Linked DNA regions of Cricetulus griseus: region 2 is linked to region 1. The links are chromatin contacts, called in public Hi-C maps. All regions are on one chromosome and are shown on one strand. Each heading gives the region's core, a stretch centred on a gene start, on an enhancer-like site or on the middle of the called end of the contact. The rest is flanking DNA. Distances are from core to core; before and after follow the strand shown.

Region 1 (7,608 bases), core at 3,621-6,120:
CTGGCACCGACATAGGCTTCAGGTAAAGTACTCTTCCCTCAGAAGGACTGACTGTGACACAGACATCTTTATAAACATACTCAGTAGTTTTTGAAATTTTTGTTTTGTTTTGTTTGTTTTTCAAGACAGGGTTTCTCTATGTAGTCCTGACTGTCCTGGAACTCACTCTGTAGACTGGGTTGGTCTCAAACTCAGAGATCTACCTGCCTCTACCTCCTGAGTGCTGGGATTAAAAGCATATGCCACCATAGCCTGGCTAATTTTTATCTTTTCTTTCTTTTTTTTAGTGGACCAATAAGTTTAATTAGGGTTAATACAGGAGCATGGATGAAGGGCTAATTACAGGAGGGGCAAGGCCAATGAAGAAAATGTCTTTCCCTTCCCCAAATACTCAGTGATTCTTGTTGAGAGCCAACTGTGGAATGGGGGCAGGGAACTTAATTATAAACCTGGGCAAATACAGTACCTGGATTTAAATCCAAACCATACAATTTACTAGTTGTTTGCCTCTAGACAAGTTATTTTATTTCTTTTTTTTAAGATTTTATTTATTATGCATACAACACTCTGCTTCCATGTAGATCTGCATACCAGAAGACGGCACCAGATCTCATAACGGATGGTTGTGAGCTACCATGTGGCTGCTGGGAATTGAACTCAGGTCCTCTGGAAGAAAGTGCTCTTAACCTCTGAGCCATCTCTCCAGCCCCGTTATTTTATTTCTAAAATAGAAATAGTATTGTCCACCTAACAGATCAGTCACTCAGTCCTTTGGCTGTTATGACTACTAGGAGTAAAGACATGGCTGATTTAATTTAGAAAACTAATACAAGCAGAGAGATCCAAGTTTATCGTAGGCTTATGTGACATTTCCCCTGTTACTCATTCACTAACAAGCATCTCTTACTACAGTTATATGCCATCATACCTGGCTCAAATAGCTCTTTTTAAGAAGAAATATTTATTGAGCATTCTTGAGTCAGAGTTCATGAGTTCAAACTCTGACTCAAACAGAGTTTTGTACCTTTGGGCAAGTAAGTCACTAACCTCTCCAGGTCTCAGTTTCCTCACTGTTACAGGAACATTAACACCTGTCTTCTGGGACTTACGTGAGTGTTGACTGTGTTAATGTACATACCTATTGTATTAGGTCCCAGGTTCTCTAGTCAATTTAGTTCAATATTGCACACAACAGTGTTATTACCACTCTCAAGAGAAAGGTTGGATAATCACAACCCCTGCTTGCAAGACTCTGGAGGAGAGAGCTGAGTGTGGTGGCCCACACAATTGGGAGGTAGAGACAGATTAGACTTGGCTACACAGTGAGTTTGAGGTCAGACTAAGCTACAGAAGACCCTGCCTCAAAATATAAGAACCAGTGAGATGGCTCAGTGTGTGAAGGCACCATCCTACCAAGTCTGACCTGAGCTGGATTCCCCTGAACCCACACGGTGAAAGAAGAGCACCGATTCTGGCAGATTCCCCTGATTTTCACATGAAAATCATGGTATCTACCTATGTTACACATAAACACTACATTTAAACACTTTGGAGGCAGAATCAGATGAACTCTGAGTTCAGCCAGCTCCAGGTCAGCCAGAGTTACATAGTGAGACCCTATCTCAAAAAGAAAAAAAATTTAAAAAAACAAATTGGGATGGGAGAAAAAAAGAACACTAAAATTTATTAAGAGGCATAATACAGGCTGGAGACATGGCTCAGAGGTTAAGAGCACTGACTGCTCTTCCAGAGGTCCTGAGTTCAATTTCCAGCAACCATATGGTGGTTCACAACCATCCATAATGAGATCTGGTGCCCTCTTCTGGCGTGCAGGCATACATGGAGGCAGAACGTTGCATACATAATAAAAAATAAAATCTTTAGAAAAAAAAAAAGAGGCATAATACATGCATTAAGCAGTAAGATACATTAACAAAGATATCAAGATGGATAGATACACATATAATCTGTGTTTCTGTTTAAATTTTGTACATACATATCTTCTATATAACCAAGTAACTTATAAATGAGTATGGGGGCTGACAAAATGGCTCAGCAGGTAAAGGTGCTTTCCACAAAAGTCTGGTAACCTGAGTTTAATCCCTGGAACCCATATAATAATAATAATAAGAACCCATTCCACAAAGCTGTCCTTTGGTCTCCCAATGTACACACACCTCCCCCATCCCCAGCATGCATAACACACAATAAATAATCATTTTAAAAAACATGAATATGGCCACACATAGTGGTACATCCCTTTAATCCCAGTACTAAGGAAGCAGAGGCAGGTGAATTGCTGAGTTTGAGGTGAACCTGGTCTACATAGTGAATTCCAGGCCAGCCAGGGCTGCAAAGTGAGACCTTGTCTAAAAAAAGAAAGAAAGAAAGAAGCAAGATACACAAGGATGCTAAATGAACATTTAGGCGGTATAGGACATGTCAAAGAAATATATGCATTTATGATGTGTGGATACATGTTCTAACCCAGCATGCCTGCCCAAGTGCCAGTTGCTATACCATACAAAGACTAAGAAGTCCCCACTTTTAAAAAAATTAATCTGGGGGAGGGAAAGAAAACTTATCTGCAGGAGTGTCATTAGAGTGCTGAGGGGGAAAGGCTATAGCTAGTGGGTCAGAAGCCCATCTCCAAGCCCCTTATCCCAATAAGCCTTCTCCTCATGAGTCTGCACATTACCTTAGGCCATCTGGGAGAGCGTCATCTGTCTTGGAAGCGCATAAAGTAGAGGATTCCGAAGGACTGGGGGCACTGGCCCCAACGCCAGCTACCTCAGAGGCCGCCATCTGCACTCTGGACATTCAGAAACAAAGGACACAATACAAATTACAAGCTGAAAACTGTCTTCTGCAGAATGCCCACTGTATCTGTTCCTCTAAACACCAAGAACTTAGGATCTGAAAATAAACACCCAAAAAAGAGTATTCTGCAGGAGGGCAATAAAAAAAAAAATGCCACTTCACACCTTAAGTACCAGCCAGTACCAACCCTCAGGAGCAGTCATATGTACATAAATATCTAGGAGTCTATGCAAAGCTTTTACCTTCTCTTGACAGAAGTAGTTCATTTAAAATAGATGACAATATGATATGAATTTTTCCAAATGATCCACCTTGTCTACTGCCATTTATAAAAGATGACCTTTTTGGCCCAGAATCAATGTTTAAAAATCACTTTTTGGCTGTTCCAGCCAAACATTCTCTATTAATTTAAGTGTGGGTTTTTGGGGGAGGTGTTTCCAAGAACAAGTCATACCCATACTGGACCATCTTCCCTGGGTGCCTTTTTGACCCTGTCAGTATTCCTTCCCTGTGGATGCAAATAGTCTGGTATCTGCCAAGGGCAGACTAGCGAGTTACCATTGTGGCAAAACAGGTTGCTACTTGGTTACTCCAGGAAGAAAAGGAGATGCTGAAAAACATGGTAACTCAAGTAGAGAACCCGAGAAGACGCTTTTTCATTTTTATTTTTAAGAGCGTCCTTTTTGCTGCAGAAGGGTGAGAAAAAAAAAAAAAACTAGGTGACGAAGGGAGGATTAGTTCACATTCCTGTTTTTATTTTGACAGTATCACAGGAATACCTCTGAACAGAGAAGAGGCCATAAGAGCAGATACCGAGCCAGGCTCAAACAACAGTCACAGCCCAGTGCCTCAGTTTCCTCTCATAATAAAAAAAGCTCCTGGGTGAAAATGGGCCCTGAAACGCCATTGCTGTCTCGGATGCAAACATTCTGCCTCCAAAAGGGTCGAGATCATTGCCTCCAACAGGGAGCAAGGTCTGGGTCACCGGTTCCCGGTAAAGGAAAACCTTAAGGCAAGGGTCATACGTGAAACTCCGCGGCTAGAGCCCAAAGCGAGAGGAGCGGGGGTCGCACATCTGCCTGGAGAGTCCACTACGCCCGAGGGAATCCCGCAACCCGGTGGCGGTCGCCAGCCAGGAGGCGACGCAGAAGGGGACAATGGGGGGAAGCGGCGCCGGGTGGTCGCCGCCACTCTTTGCAGCAGACGGCCGCTAGGCCGCCCGCTAGCACGGGGCAGCGACACCTCCACCCCTGCCCCTCGGTCCTCACCGGCCGCCAGCCCCCGTCCCACACCCAGGCCGGGCTCCAGCCCCGTCCCCGTCGCCCCCTCCCCGCCCCCGCCGCGCCCCCTAGTCCCGCCGCCCCGCGCCCGCGCCGCCCCGCACACACCTCCCGCGCCGCGCCCCCGGGGAGCAAAGGCGGGGAGGGGGAGGGAAGGGACGCACCTGAGCGGGCGGAGAGGGGGAGGGGCGGCCGAGCCTGGGGGAGGGTCGAGCGCCGGCCCGCGCGCGGCACCTCCCACTTCCGGCGGCGCGAGCGCAGGGGGCGAGGCCGGGGCGGCGAGAGGAGCGGCCCCGCGGAGTGCGCGCCGCCACCGACTGCGCCCTCTGGCGGCAGACACGGGCAGCGCCCGGGCAACAGGGCCACCCACCGCGGGAGAATCCTGAGACACAGCCGAGCCTGGGGGAACGAGGGCCAGAGACACTGCGATCCACCCAGTGGAGGCGGAAGCCGCTCTGAGGAGGTTACGGGGGAGCGTCAGGGCCATGGCAGTCCGAGGGAGAAGAGCCACGAGGGGTGTTTAGAGGTCGGGACCGAGATGGTCCTTTCAGGGGACGCCATGAAGTACGAGGGCCCTCTTGCGGAGGGCTCCTGTGGCGGAGGACTGGAGGACGCGGGGCGCCGAAGCCCGCACAGCCCGCATGGGCCTGTGGCGGAAGCCGGCGGCAGGCGTTGGCCGAGCGCCCTGTGCTCGGCCCGCGGCGGGTCGAGAGGTCGAAGGCCCAGCCGCTGATTGGCTGCGGCGCCAGGCGGAAGTGATGTTGCTGTCAGTGGCTCCTCCGGCTCCCGGGAAGCCGCGAGTTTCCGCAGGGAGGCAGCGGCGGAGGCTGAGGAGGAGGAGGAGGAGGAGGTGGAGGAGGAGGAGGAGGCTGCTGCGGGTGAGTTGGGGAGTAGTGGGTAGCGGGCTGGACCTCGGAAATCCGGGTGGCCCTGGACTGGCGCGATCGGCACAAGCGGAGGAGGAGCTGCGCTGAGGGCACCTTGGGACCTGGCGTGGGCGACCCGAGCGGGACGGGGGCCTCCGGCTCTTAGGTTCCGGATAGCATAGGTCCTAATGAGAGAGGGGCGTGTTGCACAGAGCAACCGAGGACGCTGGGAAGGACCACCCGTGAAACTAATATTCTGTGCTTGACATGGTTGCTTTGAGCAGGGTGAAGGAACGTGAAGGACAGTGGCTAGAGAGGAGAATCCTGAACAGGAGAGATGCCCTTCTTCTCCCTTGATAACTAAATGCTATTTTGATAGGCCTCGCAGTTGAGGGAGATGGGGTCTGCTATCGGAAGGTGCTTATGAGTTCTTGCCCGGAAGCTTGAGAATAAGTGTGGCTATGCCCTGGGCGACAGGTAAAGCTCGGTTCTCTTCCAGAAATGTGAAACCTACAGCGACTCTAAGAGCCTGCCTGGGTGAATGACTGCTTTCTAACTGGATTCTGAGTGTACTTCTATGCAGACTAGGTATCCTGGGACAATCGAAGCAAGTCAGGGTCAGGGAGGCATGTAAGAGGGAATATGTCCGGGAACTTGAGGGCATGGTGGCCCACACATGTAAGGATCATGAGTCCTCAGCTGTTTATACAAAAAAATCCAGTTAAAAAAATAAAAACAAAATCGAGGAAAAGGGATAAGTTACACTAATAGAATAATCTGGGAGAGGAGTGATTGTTGGCATAACTTCTCTACCTTTCCAAGGAATCTTTCATAAGACAGAATACCTTTTCTAGACTGTTTTGAGTTTGGCCCCATCTGAGTGTGTGTCTGGGTACTAGGACTGCTCTAGGTAGGGCTTAGTAGACTTAGTGGCTTTTAAAGAAGCTCAGGAGCCCACATGTGCCTTGTCCCTGTCCCCCACAGTTGCTCACTAATTTTAATTTGGCAGTTGTCCTTTGAGTGATTAAAGTCAGGGCAGAGTGCGTGCCCTCACTGAGAAGTCAACTTGGTGAGACAGGGACAGATCTTTAGTCCTTCTTGCTAGTCATTTCCATTCTCCCAGTTACCCACATGCATTTATGCCCAATAAGTTTTTTTTAAGGTTTACTGATTGTTATTTGATATAATTTTTTAATTTTAATTTTTTATTTTAGAAACACTCTTATTTACCTATCAATCCCCCTTTCCCTCACCCTCCCATCCTCCCATGCTCCCCACCGGTTCCCCCCAACCCACTCCCCAAGGATAGTGAGGCCCTCCACGGGGGATCATCAAAGTCTGTCATATCATTTGGGGGATGGCCTAGGTCCTCTTTCTTGTATCTGGGCTGCAATAGTATCCCTCCATAGGGAATGGGCTCCCAAAGTCCATTTGTGCCTAGGGATAAAGACTGGCTCCACTGTTAGAGGTCCCATAGACTGCCCTGGCCTCCTAACTGGCACCCACATTCACAGGGCTTGGTTAGGTCCAATGCTGGTTCCCCAGCTTTACGACTAGGGTCTCCATGCTCTCACTAGGTCAGGTCAACTGTTTCTGCAGGTTTCTCCAGCACAGTCTTGGCTCCTTTGCTCATCCATCCTCCCTTTCCAGAACTGGATTCCAGGAGTATGGCTTAGTGTTTAGCTGTGGGTGCCTGTTCCTGCTTCGATCAGCTACTGGAATAAAGCTCTAGTAATGGCAACCAGTCTCATTATAGGGGAAGGGCAATCTTAGTTGGGGTCATCCCTGTGGATCCTCTAACTTTTCCCCTGTGCCAGACCTCTCTCCAAACCTTATACTGGCTCCCTCTATCAAGGCATCTCCTTTCTTGCCCTCTGTTATTCCTCCCCTGTCTCAGTCCTCCTGTTCTCTTCTGTTCTCCTCCCCCTTCCTCTTCTTCCCCTCTCCTTTTCCACCTCCCCCCCTCCCGATTTGCTCAGGGGTTCTTATCCCCCTCCCCTTCTTCGGGGACCACCCAATAAGTTTTATTGTCAGCTTTTTACCTGATTTCCCCACCTGGGGGCTGGATTGCCAGTTTCCTGGTAACAGGAGATGCTAGCATTTAAAGTCCTGCTAAGATTTCAGAAAAGCAAATGATAAAAGAATGACATGCTAGGTCAAGAAGTGGGGTATCTGGGTTTGTTGTGTGACCTTGTTGTGACGGATCTCTTCCAGGCTATGGCTCACTTTAGGTCCTTGGAGATGATACTTAACATTGGTCACTGGTCAGTCCTAGCCTTCACTATCACTCCTGTTTTGCTGGCTTTGATGGGATACTTTTTTCACCCCCTGGTTCTTGGGACACATAGGTCTGCAGCTTGTCTTCCCAGTCAGCAGTCCTCACTGTGAAGGTGACACCTTTCCTCCAGTTTCACAAAATGAATGTGACGTGGTTACCCAGACCAGGACCTAAACTTCACAGAGAGCCCAGGTAGGAATGGGCCCCGTTGTAGGAGTCAGAAGTCAGTTGGGGAAGATTTATGTCGTCTCTAAATAAGAGAGAGGTAGAGCTGGGTGTGCTGGCACACACCTGTAATCCCAGGCAGAGGCAGGTGGATCTCTATGAGTTTGAGGCCAGCCTGGTCTACATACTGAGTTCCAGG
Region 2 (7,608 bases), core at 2,518-5,017, 39 kb after region 1:
GGAGGGAGTCAGAGGAGGAAGGGGTTAGGGAGCTGGGCAGGTACCATATAAAGAGGCCCACTGCACTGCCGGATGCAGTCTGTGTACAGCACGTGGAGGATGCGGCGGAAGATGCCAGAGTCTGCAATGAGAGGGTGTGGCAATGAGATGGCATGGTTGAGAGGAGCCAGGTACTTCACAGCATAGTAGTGTCAAGGAGCACTCTCAATTTCCTACCCAGTGACTCCTCCATCCCAGCCCAAGAAATCTAAAGTCCCTGTGTCCAGGTACCCAAGGTCCCCCATACCCTCATACACCCTGCCCTGGGCATGACCTTACCCAGCTTCCAGCGGCCCATGTAGTAGAGCTGTGTGCTGAGGAGCAGGGTGGAAATGATATGGATGACCGAGAAGACGATCCAGAAGGCCGTGTTCCCTTTGCCAAAAACCTGTGGAGAAGCCCCAATGTGGGGTGAGGGGCTGCTGAGGGTAGCTGTTCCCATGCCCTTCTTTGCCTTCTTTGTCTGCATTCTTACTAGACAGGCTGTTTGGTTAGGCTGCAGTTATAGAGGGACCCAGGATGGCCCCTTAGGGAAGAGGCAGAACCTCTCCAGCAGTGGAGGACAGGATGAGTGCACCCCCACGTGTGTATGCATGTGCCTTTCCCATGGGGTGTGCAGAGTAGACAAGGCCCTCACCACGCCCAGAACGGAGAAGAAGATGACGATGGCCAAGCAGGCATATGCACTGTAGGCACTGGCGTTGATATCTGGGTGCCGCTTCTGGTAGAGCTTCAGCATGCAGAGGCCAGCAATCATGTACATGAATGAGGTGTCTGGGTAGGAACAGGATGTGAGCTAAAGAGACACCCATGGGGACTCCATACACAACTCTCAGCCCGGACAAGCAAAGAGTGCCTTGGAATGCTATGAGCAAGTTGGAGGGTCAGCGCTTTAGCCCCCTGAATCACACAACTTTTTAGCCAGTCTGCTGCTCTCTGAAGTTAAGAACAACTTAGTTTGAGGGTCTTGGTATATGAAAACCCTGAAGTCAGGGAGTATTTCCTGAAGGTTTTGTCTTTTCAGTTTCTGTAGGAATGACTGGAGAGGAGGCAGGACAGATGGCCATATTCTTCCTTCCTTTGTTTTTTTTTGTTTGTTTGTTTGTTTGTTTGTTTTCAAAACAGGGTCTCTCTGTATGTGTAGCCCTGACTGTCCTGGAACTCAATCTGTAGACCAGGCTGGTCTTGAACACACAGAGATCTGGAATTAAAGGTGTGTGCCACCACTACCTAGTTTACCTGGCCATCTTCTAGTCAGAGGCCATCCTCCAAGGCTCCTACCAGGTGGGATGGTAGAGGTTCAAGCAGACAAGGAGACAGCACTCACCAAACTGGAAGTTAGTATAGTTGGGGCAGACGTGGTAACAGGCGCTCAGCAGTCCCTCCATCATCAGCGCTGTGCCCATGGCATAGAATAAACCGAAGTGTTTAGGGATCCCACACTCCTACAGATTGAAAGAGAAGGAAAAGAAAAGTGAAGTGGAAAGAGAAGTGTCCTGAGAGGAGACCCAAGGGGACGGAGGAGGAAAAGGACTGGGCTATGGAGTGAGTGGGTAGTAGGGTGTGTTGTACAAGGCAGGGAAGAACAGAGTAGGGCAGGATAGAACAGCTGAGCAGGGAAGGGGAAAGCAGAGCAGGGCAAGAGTGGGTAGGGTAGAGAAGGCAAGGAAGAGTAGGGGAAATGTGGGCAGGGCAGAACCCAGAAAGGCAGGGCAGACCTGGGCAGGGCAGGGCAGGGCAAGGCAAGGTAGGGAAGGGAAGGGAAGGGAAGAGAAGGAAAGGGAAGAGAAAGAATGGGAAGGGAAGGGAAGGGAGGGGAGGGGAAGGGAAGGGAAGGGCAGGGCAGGGCAGGGCAGGGCAGGGAAGGGCAGGGCAGGGGAGGGGAGGGCAGGGCAGGGTCAGGATAGATAGTAGAGTTGGATTAGACAAAGTCTCCTTGCCAGGTGGAAGCCTTGGTGGGCAGTGGCTGGCTTACCAGAGCATAGAGGTCATTTCGCATCAGGGCCCGGTTGTGATTGATCTCTCGCTGCAGAATGATGAGCAGGAAGAGCAGCCCCAGCAGGATGTAGCCCAGGTTGCTGAGGATGTTGTTGAAGGCGCTAGAGGGCACAAGACACGCACATAGCTTACACTCAGGCCCTTCCCTTTCTTCTGCCAGCAGGATTCACAAAGCCCTACCCTGCACTGCTCACTGCTGCCTACCCTACCCACCCCTAGGCCAGCACAATCCCCACCTGAGGTTACCCAGTGGGTGGGCACAGAGGAAGTTGTAGTAGCAGATGTCCTGGTTCCCTGTGACATTCACCACCTGTGGGGGCAGGGGTGCAAAGGTATTAACATGCCTGACTCAGCAAGGAGCCCGTGCCACACCACCTGGGTCCAACTGGCAAGTCAAAAGCAGTACCAGCCTGGCTGACATGTGTGTACACAGTACCCAGGCTGGTGCTCTTTTAAGAGTGAGTGTGTGTATGTGTGTGTGTGTGTGTGTGTGTGTGTGTGTGTGTGTGTGTGTGTGCTTTAGGTGGCACAGATGCCTGCCATTGTCCTCTTTATATATGTGCCTCACAGTAAGGGGAGGGAAGTCACACTCACAAAGTCCTGTGACCTCTATTTTGTAGACCCAACCCCAGCTTCACTTTGCCCCCAATTCGCAGGTGAAGAGACTGCTCAGAAGTCCAGTGTCTCACAGCAAAAGTAGAATTGGGATCTGAAAGCTGGTCCCTTGACCTATGTTCACAGCAGCCTCTGCCTGCAATGGTTCTAAAGGGTGAGGCAGTCACAGACAGATGCTCCAACCCTCGCCCTCTCACCGTCTGATAGGTGATGACCAGCTGCACCACAGGAAGGGCGTAGAAGACCGCAATGGTTGCTATGTTCCTGAGGGGCGGGAGGGCCGTGGTAAGGTGGGCAGGACCCATGAAGCTGCCCTGTAGTAACAGGACTCCCTGTCTGTGTAGCCCACTCACCAGAAGTAAATCTGGTACTTTTTCCGCAAAACACGTTTGTCCTTTCGTGCCAGATCAGCCACACAGAGATATTGCTAAGGAGAAGCAGGAGTGAGCCTCACTTACCCAGCACCTGGGGGAACCCCTGCCACCCAGGTTAGGGCAGGCACATGGGGCTTCCCTCAGAGAAGCCCAGAATTCAGTCGGCAGGGTTCTGGAACTCCCCACTTCTGTGGCTAATTAGGTCAAGAGGGCTTGCCCAATTAGTCTGGAAGAAACTAGAAATCAGGCTGACTTCTCCTAGAACCCATCCTACCTGTCCCAGATCAGCCCTTCCCCTTCACATCCCTAACAAGTCACAGAGACATGCTGGGTGTGACCTCAACAGAGTCCCTTCCTCCAGAAACCCTGACCAGTGTCAGGCCATGTATGTCAAACCTTGGTGCGAATGACATTTTTGTCTGAATCAATATCAGTCAATGTGTCATAGTCATCCTCTTCCACAGAGCTCATGGAGTCCAATCGTGGCCGAGTACCCACTGGGTCAAAGGAACGGTCTAGGAATGGCAAAGAAAAAGGGTGTGGGCCAGCAGGACCAAACACTGGGTCTGCCCCCACCCATCAGAAGCAAATGTCAGAATTATCCAACAATGGGGAAGAGGCGAATTGTGGGCCAAGGCTCAGAGCAGTAGGGCAGGTGGCTCAGATGCTGGGAGGAGATGCACTCCTAACTCAGTGGGAGCCAGTGGGAGTTCTGCCAGAGGCCACTGAACAAGAATGACTGCAGGCCTGCTCCACTCCTGGCTCTGGTCCCTGAGCTAGCGCTTTCCAGGCCAGGACACTGAGTGGACCCCAGTTACAAGTACAGGACTGAACTTAGCCAATCATGCAGATTAAAAGGTGCCCAGTCCTGTGGGGTTCTGAGAAGACAAGCCATGGCCACCCTTGGGTTAAACCCTAGTTAGAGGAAAGGGTGTGAGAAAAAGCACCAATCCTTGTCTTCATCTCCTGCCTTCACAAGCCTCCTCCTGTTACCTCACCCGACCCAAACCCCTAAAGGCCAGAAGGTGACACCCAGACCCAGGATCCCTTGGCCAGCAAGCCAGGGAAGGAGGACGCTGGCAAGAAGACAGTGAACTAGGACATCTTACTGGCGGCCAGTGCCTGTCTATCTCAGAAGACACACGGGCTGGCACTGGTGGACCTTGATAGGGAAGCCATGCACTAAACATCTTTCTGGCCCCAGGGATGGCCAGCTCCACTGACCGACCATCCTGGCAGGAATTGATTGGCAGGGCAGCCCTACCCCCTCCCCACATCTACCCATGGCAATGCACAGCTGCCGCATCTGGCCAGAGGGAAGGCGCCGCTTGAACTGGTCGTGCCCTTCAAAGGAAAGGGAAAGTTACAGGGGAACTGAGGCCAAGTAGGAAAGAGAGGAAGAAGGGGGCAGAAGAGCAGCCCTTCCCTGGTTCCAGCATCTGGCACAGAGGCAACCGCCCACCAGGAAGTTTCAGCTAGTCAACAGCAGCCCTGCAGCACACACCCCACTCCATGGCTCACTCACCCTGGTAACCGTAAGAGATGTCCCCTGAACCCGTGCTTTCAGCCAGCCCATCAGTGGATCCGGAAGCATTTTCTGCAGGCGGGAATAAGTGGTGAGGCAGGTGGGAGTGACCTCAGAATGAGACTCCAGAACTTTTCCTAGAGAGCCCTGAGTAGCTGCAAGGGCATGGCCAACAGGAGGCGGCAGCAGAAGCTGTGGCTGGGCATGGGCAAATGCAGTCCTGACTTTGACACGTACCAAAGGAGCCATAGTTGTAACCCTCATAAGGGGCATTGCCAGGAAAGGAATCGGCCAAGACCCGATGACCTGCAATGAGAAGTCAAGGTCCACTTAGACCTGTGAGCAAAGGGAAGGGGTGGGGGGAGAGAAGGGAGAACCTGGGAAAGCCACAGAGGAGCCATGCCAGCAGTAAGAAAGACCACAGATCCCAACACCCACCTCACCCCACAACATATCACTTCAAGCAGACAAGCCACCCTGTGTTCTAAAAGTGGGAACAAGCTGGGCATGGTAGGCCATGCCTTTAATCCTAGCACTTGCCTAGCTAAGACAAGACCAGTGCTACATACTTGAGGCTAGCCTGCACTACATAATCAGTTTCAGGCTATCCTGAGCTATGAATGAGATCTTGTCTAAAAAGAATTTGTTTTTGTTTTTCTGAGAAACAAAACAGGGTTTCTCTGTGTAGCTTTGGAGTCTATCCTGGCACTGGCTCTGGAGACCAGGCTGGCCTCGAACTTACAGAGATCCGCCTGCCTCTGCCTCCCAAGTGCTGGGATTAAAGGCGTGCGCCACCAACGCCCAGCTTAAAAGAATTTTTAATTAAAAAGGAAAAGAAAACTTGAGAGAGGTTGATCAAGGAAACAACCTATCTAAGCCACCAAGGAACATGACATCTAGTGCCTAAAGCCCTCCCTAGGTAGCCCTTATGCTTCACCTTCCTCCCCCTGGACAGCAGCTCCTCTGCCCACAGCACCCGGAGCTTACCAAGGAGAGAAGCTGAGAGAGAGGTCCAAGCAGGAGGGAAGGCACAGAGAGAAGTGATGAAGGAAAGAGAGAGAATGGAAAGTTAACCACTTGAGACTGAGGTGCACAGCCTGAGGCAGGCTGGCAGTACAGCAAGCCACCAGTACAAACCAGAGGATAGTTTCCAGAGTGTCTATGAAGGGGCGAGCCAAGCCCCCAACCTGTTTCCACTTGTGAAATGTTACTTCCAGGCTGAACATGAAGAAGCCACCAACCTGCCCTTCTCTGACCCTTCCCTTCCCCAGCCCTGCTCCCCGTCTCCCCACAACAGATCCACCCAACCCCTGTTCCCTGGAGATACCACTTTCTGGGCAGGCTCGGTCTATGGCCACCAGCAGAGTCTTCTTCCTTTGCCTGCAGGAATTCAGAGGACAACAGAGGCAGGGTGAGGACCTGTCTTAGGCTAGCCTAACTTTCCTTCTATCCTCTCTTTGCATATAACCCCTGAATCCTTGGCTTCTCACACACCAGCGAATAAAAGGGTGTCCCCAGCTTGGGAAGGAATGATGGGATGAGCCTGTTTACAAAGAAATAGTCCATGGACCACAGGTCCCAATGAGTGCTTGTCTGGCCCACCCCTGAAGGGCCAGTGGGACCATCCCATTCTCTCTCCCGTGCCCCCGTCCAACAACCACTTTAGAGCAGGGACAGCCCAGCAGTCCCACCTCACCTCCAGTTCTCCCAACAGGCCAGGAGCACAGTCAGCAGGTAGAAGGAGAGAAATATGCCCAGGCAAAAGAGCATCCCACCAACGTAGGCCTCAGCTGTGGAGAGGGAAAGAGGAAGGCGAGTACAGTGACAACACAGCAGCCCTTCCCATGCTGCCTCTGGATGCCAAGGGACCCCAGGGATCTGGTTCCTCTTCCCCTGAAAGCAATGGCCAGCCAGCATGAACTATTGTTCAATACACCAAACTCTGGCACTCGACTCATGTTGTTTCCTAGAACTTCCTCTCCTACTTCTACAAAACTCCACATTGGCCTAAGCTTCAAACTACAGCTCAAAGGTGGTGCCTCCAGGTGGCCTTATCTATTGTACATTCTCAGTGACCTGTCCTTTGCTCATCCCAGCTCTCAGGACCCTACAGAGCCCTCCTGGCTCCCACCTAAGGGCTTCCTAAGAGCTGTAGTTTTAGCAAACAAGATGGCTCAATTAGTATTGAGTAAATAATCCACAGGAGAGGTGGCTCTCCCAGCACAATCCCTTATTTTGCTCTTAGTTAATTTACTTAGTGTGTATACTGCATTTAGAGTTGCTTGTTTAAGATGCATTTATTTTTGTTTTTTTATGTGTGAATACTTTGCTTGCATGTATATGTGCACCATCACATAGGTGCCTATCAAAGCCAAAAGAGTGTATCAGATCCTAGAGTTACAGACAGTAGTGAGCAGCCATGTGGGTGCTGTAGATTAGTACTTGGATCCTCTGGAAGAACAATCAGTGCTTTTAGGAGCTGAGGCATTTCTCCAGCCCCAGTTGTCTGGATTTCTTGTTTGTTTTTTGTTTTTTTGAGACAGGGTTTCTCTGTAGCTTTCAAGGCTATCCTAGAACTCGCTCTACAGATTGGGCAGGTCTCGAACTCACAGAGATCTACCTGCCTCTGCCTCCTGAGTGCTGGAATTAAAGGCATGCACCACCAACGCCAGGCTCAGCCCCAGTTGTTTTCATTGCTGTTTATTTTGTTTTGCTTTTTTGAGACAAGGTCTCATGTTCAAACTGGCTTTGAACTCAGGACATAACCAAGGATGAGTCTGAGCTGATCTTCCTGTTTCTACCTCCAAACTGCTGGGATTAAAGAGGGGTGTGCCACTGTGCCAAGTTCCTTATTTCGATCTTATATTCTTCGGTTTAGAAAGGATCCCATTTAAAAACTCAATAGACATTGCTGAGCACTGACTAGGGGCCCAATATTCTAATTCTGGCTAAACCTACAACTGACGGGACAGAGATTCTACTGCTAAGTGACAAGGAGTAAATGAGAACTTGCTCTTCAGTTAGGCCATGGACCCTGTCCGATATTACACTGGGATC

The links. A called contact is a pair of places that touch in the nucleus more often than the background predicts.
Region 2: a Hi-C map of liver shows a contact between it and region 1, with 2.2 times the contacts expected there. The contact joins the enhancer-like site here to the promoter of Pcsk7 in region 1. A contact is called at or near these places in 2 of 8 Hi-C or Micro-C datasets (fibroblasts and liver).

The regions. Positions count from the first base shown.
Region 1 is chr4:157,624,825-157,632,432 of CriGri-PICRH-1.0, forward strand. Pcsk7 (proprotein convertase subtilisin/kexin type 7) reads left to right here and starts at 4,871. Exons shown (of 17, transcript XM_027412029.2): 1 at 4,871-4,978; 2 at 7,315-7,436. It overlaps Rnf214 (RING finger protein 214), which reads right to left and starts at 4,739. Exons shown (of 15, transcript XM_027412033.2): 1 at 4,471-4,739; 2 at 2,699-2,812. The coding sequence starts at 2,805.
Region 2 is chr4:157,664,849-157,672,456 of CriGri-PICRH-1.0, forward strand. Sidt2 (SID1 transmembrane family member 2) reads right to left here. Exons shown (of 24, transcript XM_027412045.2): 6 at 6,248-6,341; 7 at 5,879-5,931; 8 at 4,789-4,857; 9 at 4,552-4,623; 10 at 4,308-4,370; 11 at 3,423-3,541; 12 at 3,006-3,079; 13 at 2,850-2,916; 14 at 2,274-2,347; 15 at 2,015-2,138; 16 at 1,367-1,484; 17 at 677-813; 18 at 319-427; 19 at 45-121. Among named protein-coding and RNA genes, the nearest start is that of Sidt2, 9.6 kb to the right of the region's middle. Within about 2 kb of position 3,768, at least 1 of the 6 cell types and tissues checked has open chromatin away from gene starts, as enhancers often do.